Regions from separate parts of the Mus musculus genome. Here region 1 is linked to region 2. A link is a contact called in public Hi-C data. All regions are on one chromosome and are shown on one strand. The core of a region is the stretch at or near the end of the contact, and the rest is flanking DNA. Distances in the headings are between cores, read along the strand shown. Region 1 overlaps Nr1i2 (nuclear receptor subfamily 1, group I, member 2). Region 2 overlaps Gm46549 (a long non-coding RNA gene).

Evidence for each region. A called contact is a pair of places that touch in the nucleus more often than the background predicts.
Region 1: a Hi-C map of liver shows a contact between it and region 2, with 2.2 times the contacts expected there. The contact joins two enhancer-like sites. A contact is called at or near these places in 1 of 39 promoter capture datasets (fetal liver), 1 of 484 Hi-C or Micro-C datasets (liver) and 1 of 9 other capture datasets (embryonic stem cells).

The regions. Positions count from the first base shown.
Region 1 is chr16:38,286,289-38,289,981 of GRCm38.p6, reverse strand. All of the region lies in intron 1 of Nr1i2 (nuclear receptor subfamily 1, group I, member 2), which reads left to right. Among named protein-coding and RNA genes, the nearest start is that of Nr1i2, 6.7 kb to the left of the region's middle. Within about 2 kb of position 2,396, at least 16 of the 459 cell types and tissues checked have an H3K27ac peak or open chromatin away from gene starts, as enhancers often do. A contact at or near this core is called in liver, where this site is marked.
Region 2 is chr16:38,057,199-38,061,173 of GRCm38.p6, reverse strand. It overlaps Gm46549 (a long non-coding RNA gene), which reads left to right. Exons shown (of 4, transcript XR_001781896.1): 2 at 2,401-2,638. Among named protein-coding and RNA genes, the nearest start is that of Gm46549, 23 kb to the left of the region's middle. Within about 2 kb of position 2,688, at least 3 of the 459 cell types and tissues checked have an H3K27ac peak or open chromatin away from gene starts, as enhancers often do. A contact at or near this core is called in liver, where this site is marked.

The DNA of each region.
Region 1 (3,693 bases), core at 1,147-3,646, 230 kb before region 2:
GTTACCACAGTAAAATAATTGTCTTCTTAGACCCTGCTCCTGAGCCTATCCTACTATGGATCTCATATTTTCAAACTTTTCTCCTGGAGATCTGTTTGGTTTTTAGTTGTTTTATCTGGGCACTGTATCAAATTCTCTTAAGGGTTGCAATAGATACCTTTGGGATTTCTAGATAGAAAGTCATATTTTTTATGTACAGTAGATTTTTACCTCTTCCTTTTCTTATATAGCTTAATTTTTTTCTTACTGTTTTTTTTTCATGGCCATCATGCATAAAATGAACAATATCTGTGACAGAGAACAGTCTTGGGTTGATGTGCTCTATCGAATGGTCCGTATACCATACTTCTTTGCTTGGTTTTTGAGATTTCTTTTTATTGGTGTGGTTGTCTTGCCTGCCTGTTGTCTCTGCACCACGTGTGTGTCTGATGTCCGCGGAGGCAGAAGAGGGCACTGAATTCCCTGGAAGTGGAACTGCAGATGTTTGTGAACTGCTATGTGGACACACTGGGAATCAAACCTAGGTCCCCTAGGAGAACAGCCAGTGCTCTTGACCACTGAGCCATCTCCCCCAGCCCTGGATGCTAGAATTCTAAGGAGTGCTGCACCTAGAAATGCAACATTCTTGCCTTGTTCCTAAGGTTAATGTCATGCTGTAAATTCCTGTTTCCTGGCCCCCTCTGTGGAATTTTTTGACCATGGGGCTGACTCGGCTTTCCTCTAGAGGATTTCAGCACTGAGGGGATCCACCGTTAGCTTGGGAGTCAGTCATGGAACACACGTGGCATAAACTGGAACTCAAGCCAGTGTGATTGTGGGTTTGTCAGGAATTCTCAACGCAGCTATTTCTTCTTACCTCACCTGGAGCCACACCAGAAGAGGCCCTGAGCTGTTGTGCTGGCCTCTGTGGCATCAAACCGAGGCAGGCAATGACCCCGAGGGCATCCTGGTTCATGCTGAAGGCCATGACCTCATCTACCACGCCTCCTTAACCCTTCTGCTTCCAATGTCCCTGTACCATCCCAGGCTCCAGGTCTGGAGGAAATAACCCTTTCTGTGTGGTACTAGTTATAAAACCTGGATTTTCACTTTAATGAGAAGCTTGTCTGTGTATAGAGATTTCTAGAAAATGCCATGCATGGAGCTCATGAAGTCCTTGTCTGATTAACCAAGAATTTAAAAATCCTGAGTGGGTGTTGAGTTTTAGCAAAGCTTTTTAGACTCTCTTAGAGTCTCACTCCCCCTCTCCTCCCCTTCCTCCCTCCCTCCCCCTCCCATGTGTGTGTGTGTGTGTGTGTGCGCTCATGTGTGCATCTGTCTGTCTGTCTGTCTGTCTGTCTGTGCAGGAGGTAGAAGGGAGTAGCAAGGAGAAGACCTTTGGTTTCTGTGATTCCCCGAACGAGCTGTAATCAGCAGGAAAGGGCAGCATTTCCTCCCTTGTAACTGCTTCCAGCTCAACAGTCTTCGGTGCCTCTGGGAGAAATAGTTGAAGGGTTTTCATCTTCGCAGTGAATGGACTTTCTCAGTTAGGTGGCTTATTCCAAGGTGGATGGGTACAGAAATAGAGAAAGGATGACATTAGCAGGAGTGACGGGGCTGCCATGACCAGTACTCAGTCTCAGAGCCACTCCAGATGTTGGTTCTGGACCTGGGGTGTCAGTGAGGCCTCTTTTGCATATGGGACCTCCCATGTGGTCTGTTTGGAGGAGGCTGGGAAAAATACCCTGTTCCCTAGAACCTGTTCACCCACCCACCCCACACACCTCCGGCACTCCCAGAACACGCAGAGAATAGTTTCCCTCTGAAACATGAGGCAAAGAAGCAAATTGAAGCTCCCATGGGAGCACAAACTAACTCTCAGTCTCTCTGAGGGGTTGAAGTGTGAATCCATGGGTGTTGTGGCAGCATGCATGCCCGTAGAGATAGGCACTAGGTCAGAGACCGCGGTTACCTGTTAGATACTGGGCAGGGGTACAGGGTGTACTTGTACTGACAGCCATGCCAGCTTTCACCCAGATCCAGGCAGTCACAAGCCATCTGACCTCTCCCATCTGTTGACTGAGGCCAGGAAGCACAAAGGCCAGCTTTCATTGATAGCAGCTCAGTTCTGTTAGGATGCATGACTTGGGGTTTGCTATCTAAGTGACCTTTGGAGGTCACCTCCATACCAGGGCTAAGGGGGAGGAGTGCTTTGTTTATAATACTTAAACCATTTCAAAACAAATCTTCTTCCGTGAAATTTGTGACTATCCATTTAAAGTACAGATTATCACATAAGTGGGGTCAGGGGAGAAGTCCAGCCTCTGGGCGCCTTCACTAACCCAGGCACACCTCGGAGCCCCTCAGTGTGCCTCATTCCTTGTTCTGTCCATCTGGGGATAAACCCTGCCCTGCCCATGCCACAGACATCTCTACGTGAAGTCATGATTTTGAAATCATTTTGTAAACAGCAAAAGCCTGTGTAAATGTTAGCCAATACATTTACCAAGCTTCTCCTCTTGTTAGACAAAGTTGGTAGTTCTCTAAGTAAGTTCAACTTCCCCACTTTGGTCATCAAATACAATTTTCCCCTGGTTTTTGTTTTATTTACACTCTGCGGTTTCGTCATTTATACAGGCATGCATATAACCTGCTGTCTCCGTTAGTTTCTGTCGTACCATCACAGTTCCTTTGTCGGTTCTCCTCTGCCTTCATTTAGACTGTTATCTCCTTTTCAAGTTTTGTAGTCTCCTTCATATAGTCTCAGTGATCTGGACTGGACATTTTTAGTCACTACTCACTGGGAGACCGGTGCACTTGCACAGCCTCTTCATGGGCTTTGTATATTTCTTTGTATATTGGTTTTAAAAAACAGTTACAAAGTGCATTTCTCGCAACTATTGAAAGATGTGCTATCAGAGCAGCCATCTCCATAACATCCTTTTGTGTACCATTGTTAGTCAGATTTCCAAGGTCTGTCCTTTTCTCCCAGAATGGCAGGTACACCTGCAGCATCAGTGCCACAAGGAGCCTGTCAGAGCCCAGAGCCCAGAGCCCAGAGCCCAGAGCCCAGAGCCCAGAGCCCAGAGCCCAGAGCCCAGACCTGAGCCAGCTGAGAAGCTCCCAGGTGACTGACTGGCTGTTCACTAAAGCTAGCACAGCAGTCCCTGGAGTTCAGCCCAGTTCTAGATTACTGTAAACAGTGGGATACAATGTAACAAGGAAGGTGGGACATCTTAAGGTCCAGGCTCCAACCACACACGGCTTTCTGACACAGTTCAAAATCCATGCCTCTCAGATACAAACGGCTGGATGACCTTGGCTGCCTGTAGATCCCACATGCTCTGCACTGAACTCCAGCTCCTCGCTCCTCCAGGCTGCTTCTCTGGCTTCCCTGTTCTGGACGATTCCATCTGTGCACAAGGCAGGATACTTAAACCAGATCAATATATAGATTTTCCTTGTAAAGGGTTTTTTTTTTTTCCTCTCCTTCTCCTTCTCCTCCTCCTCCTCTCCCTCTCCTCCACCTTCTCCTTTTTTTTTTTACATTTAAATAAGGTTAAACATACTCATACATTTTTATTATAATAATTTCTGGGTTTTTAACAATGCTACATTTGAACTCAGGGTGTCACTCATGGTAGGCAAACCTCTACACAGAGCCACACCCTCAGTTTTGTTTGTTCACATTTCATATATGCATATAACATATTT
Region 2 (3,975 bases), core at 1,439-3,938:
CTTGAGATTCCAGCAGACCTCAGCAGCTGACATATCCCTTATTTGCTTGTTTATCTGCCTGCCGTCTGTACATTAGATTACAGCATAAGCTCTGTAAGAATGGGGCTCTGACTTCACGTGGATCCCCAGTGTTTAGAGATAAGTAGGCAGATGATGGGTATTTGTTGAGATTCATGCATTCCTTCTCCAGGTAACTGACATTGACGAAGATCTCAGGTGATCTCAACACGATCATCCTATAGAGATGTGCAGACCACTTTCCTACCCATTTTGTGTCTTCACCAAGATAGCAATCTTTGTGAAGAAGCCAGGAATGCTCCTAAGATCTGTGGTCTGGAGGGATAGGCACTTGTTGGGAAAAGATACCCGCAGCTATGTTATCAGTAAATCACAAGCCCTATTGATAACTTGTCAGGTATATTTTTCTTTTTATCTCCCTGATGACTATTGAGCCCTGGTGAGTAAATACTTCTTCATTCACTTGATTGCTCTATCAAATAAACTCCATCTGGGGTGTCTTTGCTTTTGTGTGTTGTGTCTAGAACATCATCTCACTTTGCAGCACCCACTAGTTGGGCAGGGATGCCCTTTCACCTTGCTCATACTTGGTTTTAGAGCAGCCCCAGATTACACTAACCGTTCATGTCCACTACCCATCACTGCCTCCTGTTTCTCTAATGGACAGCTAGCCATCCTCCTGTCCACTCTTACCTTCCACCTCTTGTGTTCTATTGTCTTGACCTTCAGTTTAGTAGGCTATTGACAATAATCTTGAACAAAATACAAGGTCCCAAATACTGTACAGGAAGGTTGTCAGAAAGGAGGAGATGAGCAGAAGAGTATACCTGAGGCATTATCAGTGGGATTTGGGATTTACTGATAACGCCTCTGATGGTGTCCTTTCCCAATGGGTACCTCTCCCTCCAGGCCACAAGAGATGAATACTCTTGGCTTCTCCATTCCACACTATACTTGAAGTAAGTGTATAGCTCTTTCTCACTCATAGCTACATTTACTGTCTAGAAAGTCAGGCACAGCAAGGTCTAGCCTGGTGTCCAAAAGGATGACAGTCTTGTTACCAAGGTAGGACATTCAGGAGAAGGAGCAGACGTCAAAGTGACAGAGAAGCATTTGGCTTGAGACTTGCTGAATCCGTAGACCTGAGGGTATCCAGCAAGCAATTATATTTTAGTACTTAGGCTCTGGAACACAAAGCTGAAACGGATCTGTGAGTCACCAACAGTGATACTTGAAACTTCCCCAGGGGATGAGAATATTGAATATCAGAAAGATTGGGGAGTGGGGGTGGGGAAAGACAAGGGTAAGGCAAAAAAAAAAAAAAAAAAAAAAAAAAAAACACCAAAACCAAAAACTTTCACAGTGGTCACGCAATGACTGTCTACAGAAGTCTCCTACAAAGAGAAAAGGATACTACTCAGGGCCATAAAGAAAGCCTAGTGAGATTAATGTCAGATATGCCAAAGCTGGGTGTGATATAGAGAGAAAGTGCATCGGTCATATCAAACACAGCAGAAAGTAGCTGGAGAACAAAAATGCTGGCATTGCTACTGAGATCATCAGTAAAGAAAGAGTAATAGTCTTGGAGAAAATCATTAGAGCCATGTTAGAAGCAGTTAGGTGAAAGAACGAGCTGTACCGATGACGTCAAAGTTGCGCACACAGCCCATTTTGAATGTGGAGTCCATGCAAATGTTTCAAATACATGTGATCCATGCATTCTAAGTGTAACGAGGGGTTAGTTGCTCTTTCACTTTTATTATTAACTGACTCCAAAATTGGGCATTTCATAGGTCTTACAAGTGTACCCTATATTCAACAGGTCCCACAGTGTATATAAAATGAAACTTCATTTCATGGGTAGATTTAGCAAACCTACATGGGGCTACATGTATTTTCTTTTAATTTCCCCCCTGCTTCCATTTTAGAGTTCCTGTTGTTAGATGACCAATCATTTGTCTAAAGCATCTTATCTTACATCCAGGAAGAATTTGATAAGACTGATCTCGACTTTTAACACTTTTTAGATTCTGCTGGAATCACCATAGGTCTAGTGAATTTCTGGCTCTTTTCTTCATCATCTCCTAATGCTTTGAGGAGTCAAGTCTCTGGGAACCTTTAACCTCCTGCCCCAGCCTCTACCACTCAAAGGCTGGTAGGATGCCAATATTGAAGTGAGTTCAAGGTTCATGTAGCTCATTTCTTTCTTTTCACAGGCAAATAAATTGAGGGTCCTGGGGGCCGGGGGGAGGGGGGGGGGAAGACTTGTTTAAAGAAGCACTGTGGCAGCCTAAGCTTAGAGTCAGGGCTTGGATTCGATCCTGGAGCTGTGATTTCCTACGAGTATGACACCAGGTTAGCCACTTGACCTCTGTTCCTTAGCTTCCTCATTTAGAAGCAGAGCTAAAGACCACCACAGCACCCTCATGTCATTACTGTCTGGTGGAAAGAAGGCAGTGTGAAAACATCTGGCCAGTGCCTGCTACATGGGAGAAACTCAACAATTGGCTTCGATCGCCTATCACACAGGACAGAGGAAAACTGACTGACATCTCCCGACTCCCAGGCCAGAGTTATTCGTACTTGGGGCTTCAAGTCCGAACATTCCTGGAGCTATGTGGTGAGTTTTAAAGGGCTGCAGAAGCCTAAGACTTTTAAAGGGATAGATTTCTAGATTCTCACATCCAACGTGGACTTAGACCTTCAGGCTCTGTGGCAAGCACATTTATCTGCTGAATCATCTTATTGATCCCAATTAAAACCTTTTTTTTTTTTAATTGGTCATTTGTAAGCCAGGTAGTAGTGGCACAATTCTTTAATTCCAGGACTAACAAGGCTACACAGGGAAGCCTCCCTGTCTCTCAAAAAATAAAAAATAAAATTAAATTAAAATAGATAGATAGACAAACAAATCAATAACTTGGTCATTGGTGATAGTCCATAATGTCAGTACTCTGAATGCAAAAGCAAGGAGATCTTCCTGGGTTTAAAAATAGCCAAGGTTACACAGTGAGGCTGTGTCTCAATACATTTTAATGATTACATTATTTATTGACTCCGTGTACTCTGCATAGAGATCAGAGGACTTGTAGGAGTCAATCAGGTTCTCTTCCACCATGTATGTTCCAAGGATGAAACTCAGGGTTGTCAGGCTTGGCAGCAAATACCTTTACCACTCAGCCATCCTGCCACTCCTTTTTTTTTTTTTAAGGGCTGGTGGTGGCATAAGGTTCTGGGCTCAATGCCCAGTACCACACAAACTGGGTGAAATGATGCGTGGTTGTAATATTAGCACTGGGGAGGTGGAGGTGGGAGGATCAGAAGTTCAAGGATAACCTGAGCTACCAAAGACACAGGAGACCCTGTCTCCAAACTGCTTAGACTTCAAGCATAGAAAAAAAAATACTGTATTCAGCTAAAATATGTGGACAAGGGAGACAGAAATAAAGACTCTAGAGGAAGAAAAAAAAACCCTAAAATTTCAGGAAGCTACCCCAGAGTCTTGCCACTATGTCTGTCTCTGGTTACAGATGATCTCTTTTTGGTTCTTAAAGAAGTATACACACACACACACACACACACACACACACCTGCCATTTTCTTCTGGACTTTTCATTACTCCTTCTCTGAAGATGCCTTTGGCCATTAAAGGATAGTTGGCTTCTTATTTATCTATTATTCCAGCTCCGTTGAGCTTTAGTAGGTACCGTAATCTCCTGGAGGGCTTGCCAACTAACACAGATTTCTGGGTCCCTTCCTTACCTTTTTAGATCGGGGATTTCACAAGTAGGACCCCAAAATGTGATTTGCAACAAATTCTCAGGTGACAGTCATGTTGCTGCTCCAAGGCTGGTCCGATCTGAGAAATACTAACACCTGTCTGGCCCCTGGGTGTCATGTGGCCAAAGGGCAGGTATGTTCTTGTGTGGGGCTAAGAACAATAACACAAGAACTGTG